2 separate regions of the Pan troglodytes genome follow, and region 1 is linked to region 2. Evidence: chromatin contacts called from public HiChIP or PLAC-seq data. All regions are on one chromosome and are shown on one strand. The core of a region is the stretch at or near the end of the contact, and the rest is flanking DNA. Distances in the headings are between cores, read along the strand shown.

What was found. HiChIP or PLAC-seq counts read pairs in DNA pulled down with a chosen protein or histone mark.
Region 1: an H3K4me3 HiChIP or PLAC-seq map of stem cell-derived excitatory neurons shows a contact between it and region 2, with 6 times the contacts expected there. The contact joins the promoter of RAB9B here to the promoter of TMEM31 in region 2. A contact is called at or near these places in 3 of 7 Hi-C or Micro-C datasets (induced pluripotent stem cells and stem cell-derived neural progenitor cells) and 1 of 1 datasets of contacts at active chromatin or transcription factors (stem cell-derived excitatory neurons).

Annotation. Positions count from the first base shown.
Region 1 is chrX:101,452,666-101,457,984 of NHGRI_mPanTro3-v2.0_pri, forward strand. It overlaps RAB9B (RAB9B, member RAS oncogene family), which reads right to left and starts at 3,978. Exons shown (of 3, transcript XM_009439428.3): 1 at 3,786-3,978.
Region 2 is chrX:101,299,329-101,304,485 of NHGRI_mPanTro3-v2.0_pri, forward strand. It overlaps TMEM31 (transmembrane protein 31), which reads left to right and starts at 2,783. Exons shown (of 6, transcript XM_054676933.2): 1 at 2,783-3,087; 2 at 4,895-5,082. The coding sequence starts at 4,977. MORF4L2 (mortality factor 4 like 2) reads right to left here and starts at 3,647. Exons shown (of 3, transcript NM_001098562.1): 1 at 3,590-3,647; 2 at 776-865.

The DNA of each region.
Region 1 (5,319 bases), core at 2,728-5,227, 150 kb after region 2:
ATCCTCCTTCTTGGTTTATATACACTCTACAGAATTCTCAAGTTTCCTACAATTCCTGATTTTTGTCCTCTTTTTCCTGCTCCCAAATTGCTGTCTTTGGAATTAGCTCAAGTAACAAACATTTCTTTAAATGGAGATGAAACAAGTGTTAGCACACTTTTTTATTTTTTTTATACTGGTCTGTAGGATAATTTTACAGAGCAGAACTCTTGAACTCTCATTTTAAAAAGTAACAGAAGTACAAACTTGGGCATGATTCTGATGGCTAGTATTAAGCGTCCATGCCACACAAGCTTCCTTGAGTTCCTAGCAAACAGGCGTTCACATCATTAAAAGACTCACTGACCCTATTCTCCCAGTTGCAGATAAACTCAATAGACAGGTCAAGGACTGAGTGAATATGGAAACCAAATGCTCAGCTCCAGGAATAATGATGATGTATTAATAACTGTCTGAGATAATGCTGCAGTTGCTTGTGCATTCCCTATTTGGTTATGTGCACACATAACTTCTGGGCCTATAGGCTCTATGCCAAGGGAAAAAGAGGAAAAGCAATGTGGTTCAGTGTCAAGAGCACTGAGCTAGCTGGCAGTAATCAGGACACCAGGGTCTTCATCACTGTTACACCATTCATTTATTTTATGAACTTGGGCAGGTCATTTAATCTTTCTGTTTCAGTATCTTCTTACATAAAAATAGAGCAGATAATACCTGCCCTACTTAACAGGATTTTGGGGGAGAATGAAAAGCTTATGAAGTTTGCAAAGATTTGTAAGCATTTTTTGAAAAATTTGGTTTGAGATTTTTATTCCTCTGGCTCCTCCACCTCCTTTCATGCACTGGTGGGGGCATTGTGGCTCAGTATTAACCCTTCTCAGAAAGGGCCTGCTAGTGAAAGTATAAGAATTCTTCCTTTTTTCTTTCTTCCATATTTGAGAATGCCTTGTTCCTCAACAAGCTTGAACATCTGCATATGGCACAGAATCTCAGCATTGAAGGGACCTTCAGGGTCTTCTGGTCCAATCTTGCTACTGATATTTGAGAAAACACTACAGTGCCTATTGTGTGTTGTGTCCTTACTAAGGAAACCCTCCACTCTCCTCTGCTGTCTCCAACTCCCATTTATTTTCTAGAAGTAAAAATGAATACAGTTTAGATTTGTCTCCTTGCCTTCATTCAATCCTGCTGATTTTCCCTTGAAGTATCATTTTCTAGTCCTGTGCTACCATCCTCATTTTGGCCCACAATTTCTCACATCTAATCTATTGTGAAAGTTCTTCTCTCCCTGCTTCTGGTTTCTCCCCACCCAATCTACTTTGCAAAGCTTCATCACTCAAACATCCATTGGATGTAGATACTGTTGGGAATTAATAAATGTTTAAGGCAAGGTCTTGCCCTCAGGGAGTTTACAAATTAACATGCAAGCTCAGGATTTCATTGTTTACAGTTGAAATAATGTCATTATACTGACTTATTTTGTTAACAAACTTTTCCTGTCTTTCTTACATGATCAATTTTAAATTCCTAGATAGTAAGCTCACTGTATACATCTTTGAAGCCCCTTCAGTGTGCAGCACCAGGATCCTCCATGGATATAATAAATATTTGTTTACCAATTAAATGATTAGGTAGGTGCCCAGAATTAATGCCTCTGAATTGATGCCAAGGTACAATAGATCCATAGCTCTGTAAGATGCCAAAATACTATTATTTATAAGGTAACTAAAGAGCAGAAGTTATGAACTTGACTCGATCATTTTCTGGATGGGGCGTAATGGGAATTCCACCTGTTGAAAGTCAAGGGAAATGCTCCAGTTTTCCTCCCCCTACTCTCACATTTTAAAAATAAGTATATACATTTCCCCATTCCTACCCAAAACAAGAGCAGAATAATGATATCCAGTTGATGTTGTCGGTGGGTGCTGGCCTCTCCACAATCATTTATCATTGTTTGAAAATGAATGTCATGTCCTTTAGTACATACTTAAATTAAAAAGAACTAGCACAGTATAAAAGCAAATGAAATCATTTTTTCCTCCCCCAGAATATGCCGGATTTAATCCAAACCTTTAAACAAGGTAACATTAAGCAGGCAAATGAATTCTTTGATAACACTAAATATGTAAATAGGAAAGTCAAATGATGTATGCATCCCTTATGGGTCCTCTGTCGGGCGAGCATTTGGACCAAAACGCTTATTCTGATTTTGATCCCATTCAGAGAAAGATCTGACTCTAACTGAGTCAAATATTCGAGAGACGCAATTCCCCTTTCCTACCCCCACAAACTCATTAATGAGCATGCTCTAAGGATAGTTTACTAACTTTTTTTTTTTTTTCCCATCAGGGTCTCAGTCTTGGAGAGTAAGGTGAATTAGGAATTTCCATAACCAATACTCCCCAGCTCTTTGTTCTTTAACACACTTGAAACCTTCTGAATCTGCAGTGCCCGTACCCACAAAGCCTTATTCAAATTATTGTATTTAGTTGGGAATGCTTAGAGGTGGGAGTGGAGGTGGGGGAGGAGGCAGTACAATGAAGAAAAAGAAGTTGAACCTTTGAAAATAGTACATTTTAGTATGATGATGGAGAGAAGAGAGGCAGAAAAGCAAATTTGCATCAGTTCAGTTGCCATGGAGTGGAATGATGCTCAAAATCAGTAGTGCAGATTGCTCGGAGGCAAGTCTTGAAAGGGATGTGTACTGCAGGGATCGATAGGGGAAGAGCAACTGGGGAGGGCTAGGCACTGGATGAGAGTGGCACTGTTGGAAGTCTGTACAGGGGAGGAGCCATGGTTGGACCTGTGGGGAAAGCCCATCTTGTGGCGACACACTGGTAAGGGCTACTCAACTCACTGTTGAATGCTGGCACAATAATTGGAAATATTGCACTGAAGAATTGGGCGCGGCTATATTTATGTAAAATTCAACACGGATGAGAAATGATTGAATGTTTGAGTGTGTTTCCAATACAACCCAATACTTGGCGTTGGTGCTGGTGGTGGGTGCTTCGTAGCGGGGAAACCCTCTGACGCACTGGATTCATTTTGCAGAGCTAACAAGTTATCAGCTACATCCATGCCGACTCCAAATGCCACAGCTGTCATGCCACTGAAACGCTATTCCTACATTCATGCCCACATTTATATCCTATATGCAACTCAAAGGGTCCAATGTGGAGTCCCACATCTAACCTTTCACTGCTCACAACGACAGCTCTAGGGCTATAAGCCCAAAGGCACACTAGATAGCAATTTGGCATCGTCCCCAGGACACTTCTTCCTCAGTAGACTGCCCAGGGACAAATAGGTAGATAAGGTTTGGATGACATCAAGCGAGCTGAACACAAGGAAAAAAAGCTTCCTTGGGAGACAAGAATGCTGGCATCTCTACGACAGGGGCACTGTTAGCATTACGGACCTAGAAAGTGAGATGTCACACATAGTCCCAACTACCTCCGACCCAGGTCCTCTCACCTCACCCCCAGCTCTTAGAGCTAGTCGGCTGTGGCGCATGCGCACTGAGCCACACCCGCTCCCCACGGAGCCCTGCGCCTCTCTGCTCGGCTCTGGCAGCAGCTCGGGATTACTCAGCAACGCCCCCCTGCACTGTCACCTGCCCCCAACTCCGACCTCGGGAGCGGCTCAGTCCCTTTTCTCAAGCTACGAGTGGTCCTGGGGATCAACTAGACTTTCCTTTCTCCCTCTTCTCACAGGCCCCCCACCTCCCGGCCTTCCGGGTCCTCCAGCCCCTAGCCCCTGTTCCTGCCCACGCACAGGCACCTTACCCAACACAATGGGAAGGAAACAGGAGAGGGCCGCGGGTGCCAGGCAGGTCAGCTCTGCGTGCCGGGAGTCCGGCTCCTTAGAGTCACCGTCACTGCTCCTGCTGCCTCCTCGTCCTCAATGGGGCAGCAAGTGCGGCTCGGACCTCGGTGGCCTGACAGCTGCCGCTCGCGCCCGCCGCTGCCGCCGCGCAGCGTCTCGAGCCCGCGCCCGCGCCCGCCAGGGGAGGGGGCGGGGCCCGCGCCGCCTCCTCGTGCCCCTTTCTCGGCGGTGGGGACCCGGTGTAGCCGCCTCCCGCCCTCCATGTGGCAAGCGCTCCCTGGTTCGCCCACTCTTCTTTCATGCTCATCGTCCAACCCTGGTCTCCCTTGTCCTCCTTCTCCTCCCCTAGCCGATTAGTAGGCACAGCGGCAATAGACCGTCAAATATTGCTCTTCCACTTAGCTCCTCTGCAGCCTGGGCCTAAGCCCTCAAGCAGGGCTAGCCACTGCCCCACTTCCTGCAATTATCCTCTGATCTACCTCATTTATCCTAGCTCAGAATCCTTTAATTTTGCCAAGAGGGTAGTACATACACCCTCTTGTTTCAAATAACTCAGGAAAACACATGATCACAACACATTGCTAGGCCCTCTAGCTGGGTACAGCTTATGAAATTTTCAGGCAATTAAAAAAAATGTCCACATCTGTAGCGCAGGCATAGAGGACACACTGCCCTTTACTCTTACCAGATACAGTTCTAGAGGGCCACACAGGGGGCATTACTTGAATTTCCCGGAATTGCTGCTGGGGCAGAATTTGATGTTTTAATTGTGCCTAGCCGACCAGCTAGTCTCTTTTTGTTGTTTTCTGTAGCCCTCTGGTACTTCCAACTAGTTTGTGATTTTCCCCCTGGAATTGAAGAAGGACAAAGCTCCTGAGGTCATTTAGCCTGCACTCCACCTGTCTGTCAGGCAGCTCCATCTCTGAAGCTTCCCCATTGCCCGAAACCCTGTGACCTTGTGGCACAGGCCCTCACTCATCTCATGACCCCGTCCAGGCCCTCACACATACCCGCTACTTCCATCTAGGCCACTCTTCCTCTGTCTCTTGACAAGGCAATCGTGCAATCAATCTCCGCAGGCCCCAGCTTAAATGTCACTTCTCAGGATAACCTTTCTCGATAATCTCAGAATAGAGATGGTGCCCCAGTTTATACTCTTGTAGCCTCCTGTAACTTGCTGTATTTTTCCTTCATAACACTTACCCATTTTTGGTGGTACATTTAAGTGTATGATTATTTTGTTGACAGCTGTCTTCCCTACTAAACTATAGTGGGGAAGGACTATGAGGTCAAGGACAACGTTTGTGTTCACCACCGTATGCACAGAGCCTAGGGCAATGCTTGCTGCATAGGACATGCTCAGAAAATATTTGCTGAATATGAATGAATGCTGTATCACTAATAATTGTTATATTTAAATAAAATAAATTGATGTAACTGAATCTCTTGTGCTCCTATTTAAACCAACCCCGTTCCCCACACATACACTCTAAA
Region 2 (5,157 bases), core at 1,533-4,032:
ATAGCTCCTGGAAATTCCCTCATAAATAAATATGATCAATATATTTAAAACCTTTCTAGATTGTTAAGACAAGCCAGAAGTCATAATTTCGGAATTCAGTTCTAGTGGTAACTGCTGCTTCTGGAAAATGAGAAGAGAAACCAACGGTATTAATTATTATTTTTTTTTACACAATTCCAAAAAGAAATATATCCACTGCTTTTAGAAGTAGGTGTAAATGTGTAGATAAAACATGAGATTATCAGGACTAACAGAACCATAATTATTATTAAAGCAAATACTTACATGTGCCATGCACTGTCCTGGTACTTTACATGTAATCCTCTCAACAATCCTATGAAGTAGGAACTATTATTATCATCTCTGTTTCATATACGAGGAACTTAGGTATAAAGTGAGTAAATATCTTGTCCAAGATCACATAGTTAAGTGGCAGAGCCAGGATTTAAATTTAGGAAGTATTTGCTCTTAACCACTAAACTATGCTGCATATAGGATGCTCCAAGGAAAAATGTAATATATGGAACTGTGGAACTACTACAGGGGATTGACTGTAGTATCTTTTATCAAGGGATGTAAGATTACAAAGCCCTCTGTTGCTTATGCACTTTCTATACTGGAACTATCAATGGACTTAGCTCCACCCTTCCCTTCTCAGAATTTAGACTACTTTCCCAGATAGGAGCTTATTAATTTTCAAAATATTCCTGGACAGTTAGGAAGGTTATGTGGTATTATCCTGTTTGAGAACTGAGGCCAGAAGGGAGGCACTTACCGAAGATTCTGTAATCAGGGAAGGTTCTGCAATCAGGATCAGATCTCCTGATCCTCACTATACAGCAAACTTAGCTTTTCTGATGGTGACCTAGAAGGTCAAACAAAAGGACAAGAAAGAACATAAAATAAAAAGATATGAGATATGGCTTTCTTCTACATCAGCCAATGCAATTTCATCACACACAAAGGACACCAAAGCTGATAAATAATGTACAAGGGTTTCTTTTTCCTTTCTTGTGGCCACATTTTCAAATTTAATTTATTGTACATTTGTATAATTTCTGACAAATTTGTTTTTTAACTTTCCTTAAATATAATTTCAAATGGATGAAATAAAAAAGAAATAGTATTATAAACCTACACGAATCCATCATCCAGCTTTCAACAATTACCAACTGAAGGCCATCTTGTTTCATCTATAACCCCACCCACTGCTCCCCCCCACCCCCGACTTTTTCAAGCTCACCGGAATATCTGACTTCTGTATTTTATTATAGAAAAATTTAAACGTATACCAAGGAAAGCAGATTAATATACGCAACCCACTGCCTATCACTCAGCAAAAAAATATTATTAATTTAGGGACAATTTTGTTTCATCTATACCCCTCCCCATTTCCCCCTACCGCTGAGATTATTTTGAAGCAAATCCTAGTCATTAATGTATTTAGAAGCCAATCCCAGACATTATTTAATCCGTAAATATTTTCGTATGTCTCTACAAAAAAGGACAATTTGAAAACATAATCACAATACTACTGTGACGCCTAAAAAACTGACATCAATTCCCTAAAAAACATCAAATATCGAATCCGTGTCCCAATTTTCCCGATGCGTCTTAAACATATTTTTACAGTTTGTGTGTTCGATTCAGGATCCAAACAAGGCCTACTCGTCGCATGTGGTTCATCTCCAGCTCGCTCTCGTTCTCCATCTCTTTCTTTCTTGCACTCCCCCCCCCACCTTTTATTTAACTTTTCAATATAGGAAAATTACAATCCCTGCTATTTTGAGGCAATTCCCAAATAACAAATTATTTCATTGGTAAAAATTGATATATCTATTTTATCTTTAATTTATTCTAGGAAAGAAGTTGATGGCAGAAAGGGCACTACAATTAGCGAATTTATATAATTTATAATTTTTCTCATTCTATTACGCGTATTATTTATCTCCATAACAATAGCTAATATCTTCAGGGGCCAGGCTTCACATTACGTGCCTTATACGCACTATTATACAGTACACGTCTCTGAGGTAGATACTATTATTATCACCATTTTACAAACATGGAAACCGAGACACAGAAAGAACAGGAGCCTTGCCCAAGCTGGGCGTTGGCGAGCAGGAATCTGAATCCAGCTCTGACCGATTGTGAAGGCACTAGGTAATCCCGTCTATACCCGACGAAAAAAGGAAATCATCGACCCTTTCTCCCCACTCCCACCCCGAAACCTGAAACGAGAATCCAGATCTTCCCAGCAGCCGACGTGTGATCACTGCCGTTCCTCCAACCGCCATAGTAAAGCCAGGTTTCTCTGGCAACTGATATCCATAGGCAGACACGTCACCCTGGAGGAGGGCGTATGCCCTTCAGCCAATCACAATCGTCTTGTCTAAGTTTTAGAATGTTCCATAACCAAATGATTGGACAACCACCCCCACGTCAGCAATGACACTTCGCCGCAGTAAAGGCGGGTGCTAGCAACCTGCTTCTTCACTGTTAAGGTCTACAGCAAACCAATCCTCTTCCTCCGTTAGTGCGAGTTCCGGCCAATGACGTTCGCCCTCTTAGGTTTTTTTTTTAGCCCGCCCTCCAAAAGAGTGACAGCCGTTGGGTCATAAGTCTACAGGGCAGAATGTTCACGTGGCCTATTTCACGACCCAGAGTTCCTCTGACCAGAGGGTTTTTTTTTTCCTTTTCCTTTTTTTTTTTTTTCCTGCAGGGAGGCATTATGGGTTTGTGTTTTTCCCCCCCCCCCCCACTGGGAGAGGAAGTGTCTACGTGGCCTGCGGAAATAGGATAGGCGGAAATGAGCTAAGGTTCCCGCGAGTGGGGAAGCGCGAGGTCAAATCTGGGGCCACGCCCCCAGTCCTGTGGCGCAACTCCCCGAACACGGAAAAAAAAGGCGCAGTGGGAGTTCTGCTGTGTTTGCAAGTGAGGGTCGTGAGTGCAACGGGCGCAAGGCATTAAGGCCAGTGTGTTAGTGCGCGGGCAGGCTCGCGTGGTCCTGGGGTTGCTGTGTGAGCGGCCCTCGTGGCTCGGGAGGTGCTGTGTTTGCGCAGGCGTGCGCCCCTGGCGTCGGGACTGGTGAGAGCCACGGCGGGCGCGCGCGCGTGCGTGATGGTGGGGGCGGTGCAGGGAGGGGTTAGCTACTGCGCGCAGGTTGTTATCTATTTCTGTATTATATTTGAAAATGTTCTAATGAAAAGGAAAATAAATAATTAAGGAAAGGCGACAATAACAGATAAAGGGGCACTGTCAGAAATATTTTGGCTTTCCGTACTGATTTAATTACTTTAAAAATACACTTCCTACGTTTTCCTCTGTGCCAAAATCCTGTCGTAAACCACAGCCCTCCAATGATTCAGAGCCAAACCCTTCCATCGCCGCATTAGCAACTCCAAAGGGAGGCTTCTTTCAAGTTCTCTAGTATCGTCCTCCCTCCCCTCCTCCACACCTCCCCCCTCCCTTCAAGGTTGCGTGCAGTTCTCTTGGCACAAATACAATTTTCCTATGAGGATATCTATCTACGACAGCCTTCCCCTCCGTTAGGGACTCCGGATTTCTGTGGCGACTGAGGCGCTCTTACCTTTGCGTCCTGATCTCCAAGCAAGCACACTAACCTTCTTCAGGCAAATACGCACTGTTAATTTTCCAGAAAGTTCTGTGGGTAAGGTTTATACCTCTCGAGTCTGCCACTAGATGCCGCCAAATCCCAGCAAAGGATTGGCTGTTTGGTCCCTGGGATTCTGGGATTTTGTTTCCCTCCCCCCTCCCCTTTCTGATTTGCTGAACGGTAATATCTATAGGCATCATGGATATCGTTCATTCCTAGGAAAAAATAAAATCAACTTCTGTAAATAGCACTAGTAGGCAGGGGACTGTGACCCAAGATCCAAATAATTTTGCTCATTTCTTTCCTTTTCTCCTTGGGTTAAAAAAAAAAAAAAGGCCCCTCTCCATCCCTCTCTTCTTTTGTCTTTGCCTTGTTTAATCAAAGAGTTAATGAATGACCCAAGCACTGATGCTGAAGATCCTAACCCTTTTTCCTCACCTTTTCAAATGCTTGCAACTCACCCAAACTGAAAATACAGATAGCTGTTCCGTCAGTAAAGATAGATAAGAACTCATCAGTAAAACCTGGACCCTGGTATTGAAAACTGATTTTCCTTTTCTCTTGAAATTTGTATCAGATATGTGTTTTTGCACCCTATTTTCTGTAGTGGTATTGGTAAACTTTATTGTGTCTTTGGAGTAAGAGAAAGAGACCTAATTGTAAACCTCATTCCACCACTTACTAGTCTCAGTACCCTGGGCAAATGATTTATGTTTTGTGATCCTCAGTTTTTTTGTATGCTTTCTATATTTTAGATGCTGTGTTATATCGTTCACGTCTATTTTTTTATTCATCACCAAGTCCTTATTAGATGAGCACTACTGGATCAAAGTCAAACAACAAAAATCATACCCCTTTCAATTATCTATCTTATATACTTGTACACCACACAGGAGGGATTTTTTTAGAGCACTGGTTCCCAAGGTGTGTTTCCTGGATGTACCAGAAACATCAGCGTCACCTGAAAAGTTGTCAGAAATTCGGATTCTCAGGTCCCACCTCAAACTTAATGAATCAGAAGTTCGCAGGGTGGGGTTTAGTAATCTGTGTTATTACAAACTATCCCAGTGATTCCAGCACACACTGAAGTTTGAGAGCCACTGCTTTGGAGAGTAGAAATGCAATGCATATTTTTGTACACACCACTAGAGGGTGCTACAGAATGTAAAGCAAAATAATAAATGATGCACAGTATATGTTTTCAGACACCCTCCATATTATCAGTCCTATTTTACAGATTAAAAACTAATGTGTAGATATGTCAAATTATTTTCTTAGTGTACGCAACAAGTATGGGAACCAGGATTTGAACTTCACCTGCCTCTAGCCCAAGCCCCTAATAGTACTCTGTTGTTTAACCATGATGACTTGTCTTTCCAAGCCTCAAAATACATTAGAAATATCTTGTTCCCTGCTTTGGCTAATGTTGACTGGAGTGTCAAGAAGAGTGCAGGAAAACAAACCAAGTAAGTGGAAATATTTCGATGTTTCATTCTCATACCCTTCCTCATCTCCATTCTATAATAGGATATCACATCAAG